Regions from separate parts of the Mus musculus genome. Here regions 2 and 3 are each linked to region 1. The links are chromatin contacts, called in public promoter capture Hi-C maps. All regions are on one chromosome and are shown on one strand. The core of a region is the stretch at or near the end of the contact, and the rest is flanking DNA. Distances in the headings are between cores, read along the strand shown. Region 1 overlaps Gars (glycyl-tRNA synthetase). Region 2 overlaps Znrf2 (zinc and ring finger 2). Region 3 overlaps Znrf2 (zinc and ring finger 2).

Evidence for each region. Capture Hi-C pulls out chosen DNA fragments and counts their contacts.
Region 2: a contact with region 1 is called in a promoter capture Hi-C map of adipose tissue. The contact joins two enhancer-like sites. A contact is called at or near these places in 14 of 39 promoter capture datasets (the 3T3-L1 cell line, 3T3-L1-derived adipocytes, the C10 cell line and 8 more), 4 of 484 Hi-C or Micro-C datasets (CD8 T cells, the G1E-ER4 cell line, embryonic fibroblasts and 1 more), 6 of 115 datasets of contacts at active chromatin or transcription factors (the SCID.adh cell line, T-cell acute lymphoblastic leukemia, bone marrow-derived macrophages and 3 more) and 3 of 9 other capture datasets (adipose tissue, liver and pancreatic islet).
Region 3: a contact with region 1 is called in a promoter capture Hi-C map of adipose tissue. The contact joins two enhancer-like sites. A contact is called at or near these places in 2 of 9 other capture datasets (adipose tissue and liver).

The regions. Positions count from the first base shown.
Region 1 is chr6:55,051,255-55,056,295 of GRCm38.p6, forward strand. Gars (glycyl-tRNA synthetase) reads left to right here. Exons shown (of 17, transcript NM_180678.3): 5 at 922-1,010; 6 at 1,875-1,951; 7 at 4,496-4,641. Among named protein-coding and RNA genes, the nearest start is that of Gars, 16 kb to the left of the region's middle. Within about 2 kb of position 2,932, at least 11 of the 459 cell types and tissues checked have an H3K27ac peak or open chromatin away from gene starts, as enhancers often do. A contact at or near this core is called in adipose tissue, where this site is marked.
Region 2 is chr6:54,819,615-54,824,655 of GRCm38.p6, forward strand. The region is part of intron 1 of Znrf2 (zinc and ring finger 2); the gene reads left to right. Among named protein-coding and RNA genes, the nearest start is that of Znrf2, 5.2 kb to the left of the region's middle. Within about 2 kb of position 2,952, at least 9 of the 459 cell types and tissues checked have an H3K27ac peak or open chromatin away from gene starts, as enhancers often do. A contact at or near this core is called in adipose tissue, where this site is marked.
Region 3 is chr6:54,877,246-54,882,286 of GRCm38.p6, forward strand. Znrf2 (zinc and ring finger 2) reads left to right here. Exons shown (of 5, transcript NM_199143.2): 3 at 1,104-1,209. Among named protein-coding and RNA genes, the nearest start is that of Znrf2, 63 kb to the left of the region's middle. Within about 2 kb of position 3,031, at least 9 of the 459 cell types and tissues checked have an H3K27ac peak or open chromatin away from gene starts, as enhancers often do. A contact at or near this core is called in adipose tissue, where this site is marked.

The DNA of each region.
Region 1 (5,041 bases), core at 1,682-4,181:
TCCCTGATGGCTTTGGCCTTCGCTAAGCTTGAATTATCCTGAAATGTCATATAGCCTTAAGACAGTTTGTAAATGTGTATAATCTAGCTAATCTCTTTTTTCCTGGGCAAGAAATACTTGAGAGGGTAGAAGAAAGTTTTCTCAGGGCATGTGTCTCTGTCTGCCATATATTGTTACTTTAGATGTAGTTTCCATCTTGATATGCATGAATCTAAACTCTAGATAAACATACTTGTAAGCATAGATTTTTTGTACGTACTTTTAATAAGGGTTCACCCTCTCCTCTACCCTACCACCCAGCAGAGGTAGTGGAAGAGAAAAGTCTTTAGGATGTGGGGGAAGTGGACCTGTTCAGCAGTAGTTGTTTAGGGTGAGCTTGCTCTTCTTTCTCAGCAGTTCAGTCGCATAGCAGACACCAAATATGGCTCAGCAGCTGCAGACCAGTCCTCTAGGCAGGCAGACAACAGGCTCTAACCAACAGCTTTGGTCCAGTCCTTTGAGCAAGCAGACACCAGGCAGCTGTAGCTCAATCCTGGAGAAACCACCAGGCTCCCCAGCTGGCCTGAGATGAGGCTGCAGAAGCTAAAAGCTGCTGTGGGGGTCTCAGGAGCAGTTCTTGGGCAAGTTTCTCTCAATGGCAGAGTTAGCACAAGTTGAGCTCGACAACACAACTTAAGGTGAACCAATACATGCCTGTGGTGAGCAGAGACTAGAAAGGTGGAGCAAACCGAGGCTCAGCACTCATCCCCCACTGTCTGTGGGGTCATATTTATCAAGTGTCCTCTCACATGTCTGCTTCAGGAGAACAGTCTTTCACGTGCTTGCTCTAGCAAGACATCCTTTCACTTGTGTGTCCCAGCAGAACATCATTTGAAGTAACTAGAAGTGTGTGTTCACTTGTTGGTTTGCTTGTTCACTTAGGACCTCTGGCCACGTAGACAAATTTGCTGACTTCATGGTGAAGGACGTGAAGAACGGAGAGTGCTTCCGAGCAGACCACCTGTTGAAAGGTATGCGTCTGCATCTTTCTTGTACTTCATCAAAACAAGGTTGGACTTATTTCTCAAGTTTTTCTGTTTTTTAAAAATTGGCTTGTTTTAACATATTCAGACTAAACATACGTTTCAAGCTTATGTTACAGAGTCACCTACAGATTAGTTATATTCAGGTAGTAATTTTTCTAATCAGCAAGTGATCAAGACATTATTATGGGCCGGGACTGTAGTTCAGTGGTAGACTGCTTAGCATGTTTAGAGTCCTGGATTCCATCATCAGCACGAGGTTTTCTACCTAGGTAACATCAAGACCTCCCTGCGAAAGTGTCAGTGAACAAGTAGAAGATAAGAACATTAGCTTCGGGTCCTGGAGAGATGGCTCAGCGGGTAAGAGCACTGGCTGCTCTTTCAAAGGTCCTGAATTCAATTCTCGGCAACTACAGGGTGGCTCATGACCATCTGTAATGGGATCTGATGCCCTCTTCTGGTGTCTGAAGAGAGCAGTAGTGTACTCATATACACATAAAATAAATAAATAATATATTCATATATAATATATAAATTTTATTTATATAATATATATTTAAAGATTTATTTAATATTATAATTAAGTACACTGTAGCTGTCTTCAGATTCCCCTTAAGAGGGCGTCAGATCTCATTATGGGTGGCTGTGAGCTACCATGTGGTTGCTGGGAATTGAACTCAGGACCTTCAGTAGAGCAGTCAGTGCTCTTACCTGCTGAGCCATCTCTCCAGCCTCTCCCCACCCCTATCCCAAATATATAGTTTGTATTTGTCTTCATTGCCCAGCATTGGCGCTCAGAATGTGCCCTCCTTCCTTGCTGGAAACTGTCGCTTACCAGCACTGTTGTTCTAGCTCATTTACAGAAACTGATGTCAGATAAGAAGTGCTCTGCTGAGAAGAAGTCAGAGATGGAAAGTGTCTTGGCCCAGGTGAGCAGTCGGGAGACACATCAGAACAACCCACGCCTGTCTGGAGTTCTGCCTGAGCAAAATGCATTTACAGTTTTTCTTACACTGTGTCAGTCATGGAGCATACCTCACGTTTTCTTCTGTGGCTAACGACAAACAGTTGTGGTCCTACTTTTCTTCCTGTGTCTTTTCATCGAAGTCTCTGTCTAGCCCAAAGTAGTCTAGACCTCATGACTAGCACAAGCTGGCCACCAGCTTGATGTGATCCCCCTGCCTCAGCCTCTCAGTTGTTGGGATTACAAGCATAGCATTCATGCCTAGCTCTAAAGCCCATTGGTCTGTCTAAAACTGGGTAGAGAACTCTCACATTTGCTGGCTTGTTTTGGTTTTGTCAAGTTTACTTATTTACCTTGTGAGAGAAGGAGTGGCCCCTGCTGTGGTCTAGGGTGGAGGCCAGACAACAGCTATAGGGAGTCAGGTTGGCACTCTCCTTCCTCTGCATAGATCCCTGGGTTTGAACTCAGGCCGTCAGGCTTGGTGCTGAATACCCTTTCCCACTGAACTGTCCCACCTACCCACTTTGGGTTATTTTGTTTTGTTTGTTTGTTTTTAAATCTTTTTGAATTGGCATTCCTCATCAGCCTTCGCCACCATGCTGATTTTTAACATTTTGCTTTTCTTTCATGGAAATTGCTAGACTCTTTGCTACCCTTAGCCTATTTTTCTTTTAAGCATGTACATTCTTCTCTGATAATTAGTTTTGCCTTCCAACATCAGATGTAAAATTTTCTTCTTTATTTAAACACTTTGTTAGTCTGCTTGCTTACCCATCTAGCAGTGTCAGTCCCTGTGATGTTTAGTTTGTCACTTGCCTGAAGCTTGTCACACTAATGCTGTTAAGTTTAGAAAGTTGTTATTATTATTTTTTTTAATTATACTTCTACTACAGTTGCAGCTCTTTCCAGCGCTGGGAGTGGACCTGTGGCCTGTGGCCTCAGTCTCATGGGTTCCTTCTATTTCCTTCCTTTTCCAAGGCTTCATGTTTATTAAAGGGAAGTGAGAGATGCCACTAATTGTCGTTGATTTATTTTATTTTTTGTTTTTGGAGACAGGGTTTCACTACATAGCTCTGGCTGTCCTGGCTCACTATGTAGACCAGGCTGTCCTGCCTCTGCCTACTGGGATTAAAGCTGTGCACCACTATGCCTGCCTTTCCCCCTCTGATTTCTTGTTTTCCGTTCAGCATTACTAACTCCAAGGCATATAGTCATATATATGCCTTGGAGTGTGTCTTTGATCTTACCTGTTGCTTTCATTTCCAAGTAAAGTAAACTTTGAGACCTGAGGACCTGTGATTGCAGTTTGAACACTAGACTTTCGTATTCAGGACAGTGATTTTTGTTGCAGTTGTTATATATAAAACCTCAGTGAAGAGTGAGGATGGCAGCTGACACAGTTCTCAGAAATGACCTCTAGCCTCATGGCTCAAAGCCCAGCTGGTATGGAGCCATGTCATGGCAAAGCCATACTAGTTCATGCCGTGATTCCAGTGCCACTGTGGGACTGTGGGAGCGTCTCTGAAGCGCAGATTCACTCATCCATAGGAAGAGTTCTTTCTTTCCTTGTGTGGACTCAGCCACTGATGCTTGCTTCCTTGTTTCCCTGTCTGTCTGTGTGGTCTCAACTGGGACTGCTTACTTCCCTTGCTTCCCCTCACCCCCAAGCTTTGTTGACCTTTGTCTGCATTTACAGATTCGTAAAGTCAGCTTTAAAACTTTTTATTGTAAAAAATAAAATAAATGTTAGAGAAAAAAATCTTGTCACTATTCACATGGCCCTGCTTGTTCATCTCTGACTGTGTCATCACTAGAGCTTAGACACTTGGTACGTGCTCGCTCGTCTTCATGGGGCCGTCACTGTGCAAATGGCCCAGGCCCACTGGATGACAAGCATTCCAAAATGACTTTGTCCTCTGCTGTTTCTTTTGACTGAAGAAAATGGGAAAGTTCCCTTTTCAGCCATAAAGAAAATGGAGACTCCATCTTTGACCCATGCCTCTATCTTGCTTTAAACGATGTGTCGGATCCTTACTATCCATCTAAAAGTGCACGGGCCATCATTTTCATAAAGTCCAAATGGACGCAGTGAGATCCCACCTGTCTGCACGGTTTTGTGCTGTTCTCAGTTCTGATTTAGGAATTAAAGACTGATACTTCTCCTTTAGTGGTAGCTATTGCTGATGGTTGGACTGTCTCGTTTGAGCTGCAGGAGTGTCCACTGAGTCTCTCAGTACACCTTAGCACTCTTCGGTAACTTCCTTGCTCACTGATATGACAGGATACTTTTAGGCTCATTCTGTTTGCTTCATGTCTCAGACCTGGAGTCAGCCGTTTTTCCCCAGGCAGACCTCGTCCTTGTTAGTGGATTTTTCCTGGTCATATGTTGGGCTGGTGACCTGCACTTAGTGTGGTTGGAGCAGTGGTGGGACGAAGCTGTGGATAGTACTTGATCTTGTGCCTTGTTCTGTAACGTTTGCACTCATTATCTTCTCTCTGTGCCCCTTAGCTTGATAACTATGGACAACAAGAACTTGCGGATCTTTTTGTGAACTATAATGTAAAATCTCCCACCACTGGCAATGACCTGTCCCCTCCGGTACCTTTTAACTTAATGTTCCAGACCTTCATTGGGCCTGGAGGAAATATGCCTGGGTACGTATTGTTTTTCATTTATTTGTTTATCTAACACACTTATTAAAATTGCCTGTGACAAAAGGTAAACTTGAGGGCCAAGAGGAAGGCTGCGAGTGGGGGTTGTGTTCGCAGAAGTCCATGATCCTCAGACCTTCCAGTAAGCTTCACAGGATAGGCAGGTGGAGAGTGCTTTATGTCATTGAGTTTGCATTATATTTAGAAATGATTGAATCCATCCATTGCGGTTTGCATTTTGTGCTATGTTGTAACTAGAGTTACTAGTCATGTGTGGCTTTTTAGCATTTAAAAAGAAGCCAGTGTTTCTGAGGATCGAATTTCAACATTTGTTTCACTTTCATTAACGTAGACCTATCTAGTGGCCCATGGTGCTGGAGAGCGTGGGTCTAGCCCACACTCT
Region 2 (5,041 bases), core at 1,702-4,201, 230 kb before region 1:
GGCATATGCAGTGTTTATTGAGTTATGAATTGTTAGGGCATACATAATGGACTCCAACTGAAAATTGAGAAAGTATTTCTAAATCAACAGAAAGTACTTATTATAACTCTATAAAGCACTAATGTCTATACTGTTTCTTAACTAGAAAGTATGCTACTAAAAATACAAGAATCGTTCCTTGTAGACCCTCAATGCTATATATTGAAAGAGAAAACGTAAGCTGTCACTCTTTACACTGTTTTCCGTTCAGCAGTATAGCCAGTAGATTTGTAAGCTTCTCTGTGGCACTGAGTTCCCACACTGAGCCAGGTTTTCTGTGATGATTGTTGCTGTCTGCTCTCTGGTTTGGCTGCACACATTCTTTATTTTCTCTAGAGAATTAAGTGACTGGAAGGGAGGTGAGTGACCAGATGTTTCAGCTTGTAGCCATTGAGTTCTCATGGAGATTAGGAGATAATTAGAATCTGTGTGGAGTTTTTAGAGCAAGCAGGGCTGTCTTGTTTTCATTTACTCCTAGACTGCTGAGGTGAATACTGTATATACAGTGAACACAAGTCGTCCCCCCCCCATACCGATAATATTCTGGTTCTAGATTTGTTTTTAAACTGGTCTCTAAGAGCATTGTTGACATTTGAAAGCCTTGATATCTTAAAGAGGATTTGTTTGACTTTATTTTTTGCCTATATTTTCCCACTACATTGCTGATGTTCATAAAATCTATTAATAGGAGTGGTAAAATAGTCTTTTCTGATGTAGCTGTCAAAGGAGGTGAGTTAGACTGTTAAAATGCCCCAGTGAATGAAGATTATTTCTAGAGAAATCCTATGGACTTGAGTAATGTATCTGGGTCTGGTAGTAAGATTCCACAGTGAGTTACTTTAAGACATTGAACCAGCAGTTCCTTCCTTGCTTTTGGCTGCTTAATTGTCTTGAGCTTATTTGGGTGTGGCGTGCCTGGGAGGAGTTAAGCAGCCTGTAATTCAGGTGTCTCCTGTTATTTATATTGAAAAAAACCCTGAGCCATCATTTAAAATTGAGTGTGTTAAGTAAGATTTGTATTCCTAGGAAGATTTATTTAAATTAATTTTCAGCACAGATGTGAAGTTTTATGGAGTTGTTCTCAGTCACTACTTAGAATAATTACACAATATTTGAATTTTGGAGATTATAGTTAATCTGCTCTCCATTTTGGATTTTCCTTTACACAGTTGATGATTTTCTTGGGGAGGGGCAGAAGTTGCTTGGTGATGTGAAAGGGAAGCCATGCTGGTAACAACCACTTCTGCTGTCCCTGCCAAGGGATTTGGATGGTGAATATTTCTCACTTGTAAACTCCGTCTATCTTTGAAGACCACAGGTGATAGCTTATGTTGCTTGCAGAAGTGTGGCTTCCGGCCTGGATGGTCCTGCTTTGGAAATTGTTTGGAAGTAACCTTGAGGTTGGAGGAGTGGGATGAATTGCCCAGGGCGACCCTTTGAGAGCCTTCTGTTGTATGCTCACATGGAAAGCCTGCCTGCTGGACTCTCTTCTGCTTGGTTGCTTTGCCTGGTACCCAGTAAGTAGGATCTTATTGCTGTTTGTCCACCGATCTCTTACTCATCTTGTGCATAATTTTCCCTGGCTATACATACAATCTGGGATGTGGGCAAATGGGCTGAGAGGAAAGAGTTCATCGACTGCTTTATGTAGCAAAGACATTTTTTGGATTTACTTTCTTATATAAATACTCCTAAGCATTTTTAAATGCAAGTTTGTTCAAATTCTGTAGGTTCTGAACCGTTTCTAAACATTAACATGTTTAGAAATTGGAGAAACCATGGTACTTTGTGTTAACAAAAGGTTCAGAAAAAACCTTCTATGTTGTAAGAGTCCTATGTTGCTTGTTAGTAGAGTATTAGAAATACAGCTATTTGATGCAGTACATGTTCATCAATATCTGTAGGTCAGGAGTCTGGGCACAGCTTAGTGGGCCAGGGTGTTGGTGTGGGCACTGGGGCTGTTGCTTGCTCTCACCTGAGGAGGATCTGCCTGCAGATTCCTTCAGGTGGATTAGCATAATTTATTTCTTTGTGGTGGTTAGGTTCACAGTGCCTGACTCTTCTCCCCACTCCTAATTCTTAGTGGAGGCATTGTAGAATAATGTGTTTTGGTGTGACATTTCCTTTCCTCTCTCCTTTCTTTCCTTCTCTCCCTCCTTCCCTCTTCCTCCTCCTCTTTTTGCTTTTGTTTGTTTGGTTGGTTTTTGAGACAGGGTTTCTCTGTGTATCCCCAGCTGTCCTGGAACTCACTCTGTAGACCAGGCTGGCCTTGAACTCACAAGAGATCTGCCTGTCTGCTCCCTAGTGCTGGGATTAAAGGCGTGCGCCACCACTGCCTGGCAGGTGACATTGTCATACATTGTTTACTTTGGTCCTATTCACTCTGCCATCAACCTCTCCTGTCCTGTCTCATTCATCCTCCCAAATAGTTTCATCCTCTTTTAAAATCTGGATTTCAAAACCATGAAGTATTCATGTTAAATCTGGCTTACTTCATTTAACAATTACTCTCCATTTCTGCCCATTTTCTGAAAATGATATGTCACTTTAAAAGATTTTATTTCATGAATGTGAGTATTTTGATTGCTCGTATGTCTTGCACATGTTTGTGCCTGCTGCATAAGGAATTCATAAGAGGATGTCAGATCCCCTGAAATTCAAAATTGTGAGCCAGAAGTTGGGAGCTGTGGTGTGGATATTAGGACCTGAACCCCTCTGCAAGAGGAACAAGTGCTCTTAACCACTGGCTCCTATCTCCAGCCTCCTAGTTGCATTCTTTATGGCTGAGAGAACCAACCCCACTGTCGGTGCATTAAGTCATATTTTACTCATTTATTGAAGGAGTCCTCGACTAGTTCTATGACTTAGCAATCTTGAACAAGGTCACTGGGAACGTGGATGTGCAGTTTATCCCTGGGATACACTGACTTAGATTTGTTTGGGTATGTTCCCAAGGGCAGTGTTGCTGGTTCATAGGGCAGTTCTATTTTTAGTGTTCTGAGGAACTTTCCTACTGACTTCCGTAGTGGCTTGTTAGCTTTAGTCCTAACAGAGGAGACCATATTTATTCTATCTCAGGCTGAGTGCATCACCTTTACCATATCATTTAGTGTATCTAGGCCTGGGCTACACTCAAGGGGGAGGGAAAGGTTTAAACACTAGAAAGTGGGAATTAAAAGTGGTTATTCTAAAATCTGTTTATCACATTGAGTATAGACTTAAATTGATCAGCTTAACATATAACTTAACTTAACCTCACTTTCTAAAAGTGTGGTCATTTATGTGGCAGGTGTAATAAGTGATTGTGATGGTTTGTATATCCTTGGACCAGGGAGTGGCACCATCTGAAGGTGTGGCTTGTTGGAATAGGTGTGACCTGGTTGGAATGGGTGTGTCACTGTGGGTGTGTGCTTAAGATCCTCACCCTAGTTGCCTGGAAGGCCTGGAAGTCAGTCTTCCACTAGCAGCCTTTGGATGAAGACATAGAACTCTCAGCTCCTCCTGCACCATGCCTGCCTGGATACTGCCATGCTCCCTCTTTGATGATAATGGACTGAACCTCTGAACCTGTAAGCCAGCCCCAATTAAATGTTGTTTTTTATAAGACTTGCCTTGGTCATGGTGTCTGTTCACAGCAGTAAAACCCTAACTAAGACAGAAGTTGGTACCAGGAGTGGGGTATTGCTATGCTAGGCCTGACCATGCTTTTATTTGAAAGAATGTGGATTTTGGGACTTTGGATTTGGAAAGCAGTGGAATGCTTTAAATGGGGCTTAATGGGTCATCCTAGTAGGAATATGGAAGATTTTGTTGCTGGGAGTGATTTGAACTGTGTTGACCTGGCCCAAGAGATTTCAAAGGAGAAGAATTTCAGAATGTGGCATAAAGACTGGTTTTGTGGTATTTTGGTGAAGAATGTGGCTACTTTTTGCCCTTGTCTGAAAAGTTTGCCTGAGGCTAAGTGAAGAGACTTGGATTAATTGCATTGACAAAAGAAGTTTCAAAAAAGCCCAGCAGAGACTTTGTTCTCTGGTTAAGTCTTAATGAAGAGAAGTTTGAACAAGCATAGCAAGCTTAGAAAGGAAAAATATAAAATATATGGTTCGAGTATTAAAGGGGTGCCAGGAAGTGAAATGGAGCAAAATCTTGTGTTCTAGGAGATAAAAGATTAAGGGAATAGGACCTTGGGGCAAGATCCTACCCAGCTAAATTTAGATCCAGGTATGGTGGTACATACCTTTAATCCCATGAGACAGGCATGCTGATCTCTGCATTCAAGGTCAATCTACAGAGGTGAAGGTGAAGCCTCAGCTGTAGTTGATGGCCCAGGACTGAAGGGGTCATACAAAGGATTTGAGGCTTGGCACCCTGAAGAGAGCCTATGAGAGGCTATTGGTGAAGCCTAGTTGGAGTGGAACACCCCAGTGTATTGGAGATGTCAGTACCATGGGATGATCACCAAGAACAGCAGCCATAGTGGAGTGAATCAACCTGAGCTTAGAGTGCTACAGAGGGCAGAGCTGGAAAAGTGATGCCAGCCCTTAGGAGGAGTCCAAAAGATCAAGTGGAATCCCAGACACTGAAACAAGAAGCTGTAATATTGAAATTGCCTTGGAGACTCAAAGATGTTAAAGATGTCAGAGCCATGGGATACATGCTGAGGAAAGCTGATAACAGGGAGTGGAACCAGCCCAGGAGAAAGCAGTTTGTTGCAGTCAACAAAGATGAAAAAGGAGTGGAGATCTGAAGACCGCTTTGACATCAGCCATAGAGATGCAGTTTGGAGTTTGCCCAGCTGGTTTCCTGCCTTGCTTTGGGGATTACAGTTAAGTTGAATGAATCTCAGAAGAGACCTTGAATTTAGGATTTTTAACACTGTTGAGACTGCTATAGACTATGAGGACTTTGAAAGTTGGACTAAATGCATTTTGCATTATGCTATGTTTAAGTATGGCCCCCATAGACTCATGTTTTTGAACATGGGGACCAGGGAGTGGAATGT
Region 3 (5,041 bases), core at 1,781-4,280, 170 kb before region 1:
TTTTGGTTTTTCGAGACAGGGTTTCTCTGTATAGCCCTGGCTGTCCTGGAACTCACTTTGTAGACCAGGCTGGCCTCGAACTCAGAAATCCTCCTACCTCTGCCTCCTGTGTGCTGGGATTAAAGACGTGCGCCACCATGCCCGGCTCGGTTTTCAGCGGAACACAAAGGATATGTAACATGCAAGTTCAACCAGGGTTCCTTTAAACATTAATATAGAACATTAAGCTGGAGTAGTGGTGTATACTTTCATTCCCTGTTCTCAGGAGGCAGAGGCGGGGGGGGGGGGGGGGTGGGGGGGTGGTCTCTATGCATTTGAAGCCAGCCTGGTGTACATAGTGACTCTGGGCCAGCCATGGCTACATAGTAAGACCCTGTCTCATTCATACATACATACATACATACATAGAACAGTAGTGGGGCTTAAATTACAATTTCTGAATTTTTTTAAAGGAACATCTGGTTTTCCCTTGTGTTGGTAAGCATCGTGGAGTTTTTACAGTTCCTTCAGCACTGTCTGGAAACCACTTAGATCGCTGTCTGGGTTTGCCATGCCATTGTTGATGGGAAAGGCTATGAAGAGTTTCTCTTCTTTTGTTATCTGCTTTTTTTTTTTTTTTTAAGATAAGCAGCTTTTTTAGCAGTTTCCTGTAGGGCATTGTTTCTTTTTGTTTTCTTTAATTAAAAAACAAAAAAACTTAGAATGGTTATTTTATATTCATGTCTTCTTAGCCATACTACACTAAATTTTTTCGAACTGTCTTAGACACTAAACTAATGTTGACACATGGGGAAAGATTATGAATTTCAAATTACACATAACTGAGTTGTTGACTTTGGATCAGAATCTTGTGCAAGTTGAGAGCTATGGTAGTGTGTCCGTGCTTACTCTTATTTATGCCTCTGTGGACCGGGAGTGTAAGATGTCCAGAAGGAGAAGTGAAGAGCACTCAGTCATCGTCAGCAGGACTTCAGGTGTAGGTGCTGAGTTTTATGCAGTTGGGGAGGTGTAGTATGCCATTCATTGGTGGGTTGAGGTTTTGTCTTTTGATTTTTCAGTTTGATGGCTAGTTTTGCTGTACTGAGTTCTTTCTCTCTCCACAGAGGATGTGCTGAGTAAAGATACGGGGGAATGTGCAATATGCCTTGAAGAACTGCAGCAGGGGGACACCATAGCACGGCTGCCTTGCCTGTGTATATATCATAAAGGGTAAGCGTGGTAGGCCTTTAACTAAGTTGATATCACAGTAAAATGATTATTTTCTTAGTTCAAGCATTGTAGTTAGGGCTAAAAGGTTTCTTCTTCATGCAAACTCTTCTGTTCAACTTAGGATCTTAATAATGCTCCACCTCCCTTTCTCTCCTCTGCTCAGATCAAATTTGAACATGCATCTGTTGTACCTAAGTGGCTGCCATTTTTAAGCCACTTAGTGTTCTGCAAGTGTTTTTCAGCTTGGTCAGCAGGTGTCTGTGTAGCAGCCACTTCAAATTACAACTGGGAAATAAGACAGTTGGACTGTCTCCAGGTTTGTATTTCAACCAAATGGCAAGCTGAGATCCCAGCTTGTTGTACATACATTTTTCTTGCTTCAGAGTAATATAGGACCAATATTAGCTTGAAAAACAAAGCCAGGTATGGCAAGGCTCTTGTTCAGTTCCAGCACTCAAGAGGATGAGGCAGGTGGGTCTCTGAGTTCTCTGCCAGCCTGGTCTACATGCTGAGTTCCAGGCCTAGCAGTGAGACTCTGTTGCAAAAACAACCACTATTTAACTGCAAAGAGAATAGAAAATTAAGGCCTAGAGAGTTGGCTCAGGGATTGAGAGCACATCTTGGTCATTTTAATTCCCAGGACCCATGTCAAGGACCTCACAAGCACCTGCAACTCCGGCCTTGGGAGAGGCTATAGGTGGAAGGACCCAACACCTCTGGCCCCAGAGGGCACTAGTACTCACATGCACATACCTACATGCATACTCATAATTAAAAGAAGTGATAAAATATATTTAAATTTTAAAAGAAAAATAGGAAGTTGTAGCATTGGAACCAAGGGGAAGAATAAAGTGGAGGTTTACTTAAAAGTGGGGGCTGTTGCAACATGGAGAAAGCAGAGTGAACAAGACAAAACGGAGACACAAAAATCCAATCCAAGCCAAGCAGTCATTATATCTGTAAGAATAAACTACAGGTGGTGAAATAGTAGAATGTGATATTGATAAGAAACATGCTTTAAAGGTACAGATGAATGCAGAGTTAAAAGGGGAAAGAGCCATATATCTAGGCAATTGATAACTAAATAAACAATGAGTGCTAAAATCTCATGAAGTCAACCAACACGGGGAGCACTGCCTAGACTAGAGTGACTATGCAGTGTTAAATACGGAAAACTCTTCTTGCTTATCTCGCTTGATATAAGCTATCTTGATTATTTTTAAAAATTCCTGACTAAAAAATAAATGAGTTAAGATATAAAAAAGTTGAACAGTCGCGGCTTGCCAAGTTTTGACTTTAGTTTTGCAGATAGAATCTAACGGTATAGCATAGGATAGCTTCAAAATGTCCTTGCAGCCCGGGCTTCCCTCACAGCTGTGTCCTCCCCTCCTGAGAGCGAGTGATTTGGGGTGTGTGTCACTGTGCCTGACTTCCATACTTTCCACGCCTGCTTTTACTTGTCAGTGCTGGAGATAGAACTTGGGGTCTTACAGGTGCCAAGCTGTTCTTTACCACTAAGCTGCATCCCTACCCAGTGATTGAGTCTGATGAATGTATATGCTTGTATATTTATCCAACAGTTATTGAAACATAAGGTATCTAAGATTAAGACTTAGTATTATAAAAAATAATAATTATACCCAAATTAATCTGTATAGTTAATGCTGCCCCAATCAACTCTTAGTTTCTTGTAACTGGACACAGTGTTTCTAAAAATATATGTGGACTAAAAGTGAAGGGCCAAAAAGAGCAGTGAGCATACTCCTGAAGAGTAATACTGTTGGCACATGTCCTAAGAGATGTGGAAATAAAACAAGGACAGAAGTGAGTCCATGCGCACATGAGCCGCATGGGGAGCCCACAGCATGGGACTGGGGGACATGTAAGCTGCAGTCAGCACTGCCGGTCCTCCACTGATGGGCTCACTGTATGATCTTAGACTGGCTTTACTGCCTTGTCTCTGAATGTTTAACATAAGAATAATAGTACAGACTTATTTAGTTATGAGGATTTAAATGCGTTAAAATTTGGGAAATGTTAGCACTAATAAATAAATGTTAAGTAAATGAAAGCATTTGACTAGAGGTACTGTAACAGTGTTGTAGACTGAGTAAGCTTTTGGTAAATGGTGCTGTGATCAATTAGTTACCGATACAAAAAAAGCAGTTGAATCCCCTTTTGTAAGTTGAAAATAAAAATTCTAGGTTGTCCCAGGCAGCATACACCAGCTGGTATGAGGCCCCCGACACAAATACAGCAGAGAAGTACCTGGTCTGGCCACAGTGAGAAAAGACTCACCTAACCCCTGAGAGGCTTGAGGCCCCAGGAAGTGGGGAGGGTAAGGAGGTGAGGAATGGGATGAGGAACTGAGGACAGACCTCGGACGGAAGGGGGATAACGATTGGACCATAGAAAAAGGATTAAAAATAATTTTTTAAAAAAAAAGAAGAATGCATCTCTCTATTTCCATAATTAAAGTTTAGTGAAGAGGAACTGGAAAAAAATTCTAGGTTGTCTCTGCAGTACATGTGAAATTCAAAGTCTAAGGAAGTAGGGGAAAAAATGAGGAATTTTTTTTTACCTTTTTATAAGAACTTTCTTTTTGCTTACAATATATCCTTTTTCCCTCCATCTCCCCAAAATATGCTTAAGGAGTACTCAGAGATGGCTCAGCAGCAGAGAGCCTGGCTTCTGTTTCCAGCACTCACGTGGTGGCTCAGGCCTCCTGTAATCCCAGCTGTAGAGGCTCTGACACCTTCCCTCCTGACATTCAGGAGCTCGTGTACACATATGGTACACTTAGGTACACTCAGTCAAATTTAAAGTAAACTTAGATGATTGATAAAATGGTTACAAGTTGAATCATACCTACATTTCAGATAGAAATGGTGGAAATGCCGCTGAACATGACAACAGAGTTTTATGTTGGAAATAGAAGAGTCAGATCTGTGGCAGATGATGTGTGCAGCTGGCATATAGAAACCCCGTTTCTGGCATCCTAAGTGCTACTGTGTAACAGCTGCAAATGAGACCAAGCCTGCAGTGATGCAGTGTTGAAGGGCACTCCTCCCCATGACCTGCTCAGTGTCCCATCAGGCTGGGTTTCAGACAAGCCCCAGCCACAGTGCTAAGGTTTATATGCAGTGGCTTTTGTCTTCATGGCCTATCAAGTCTGGATCCTTCCTTAATTATATATATGATATTAAACTCATTAACATTCCAAAAGCACAGTATTTATTAAAAATCAACATGGTTTTGTTCTGGTAACAAAATATGTTGTATGGTTTTCCTTTAATGTGATACTAACCATCAAGCCCTGTTACTTTTAGTTTATGACTTTGTGGAAAGGTTTATTAAAAAGCATGCATAGTGCCAGGCATGGTGATATCTACCTGGAGTCCCAGTATTCAGGAGGCTGAAGCAGAAAGATCTCCAATTTGTGATCAGCATAGAATATAGCAATACTTACTTTATTTCAGAATCCCTGACCCCACACCAGGTAGGTAGGTAGGTAGGTAGGTAGGTAGGTAGGTAGGTAGGTAGGTAGGTAGATAGATAGATAGATAGATAGATAGATAGATAGATAGATAGATAGATGCATGCATGCATGCATACATACATACATACATACCATACATACCATACATACCATACATACCTGAATAATAGTAGGGTCTTGAAAATCTGTAAGGAAAAGACCAAAAGGGGGCCATGGGGAAACAGCATTGAGATGGTTCAGTGGGTTCAGTTGGCAAAAGTACTCGCCCGCAAGCCTGACTGCCTGAGCTTGCTCCTCAGGATCTTCACATGGATGGAGAGAACTTACTCCTGT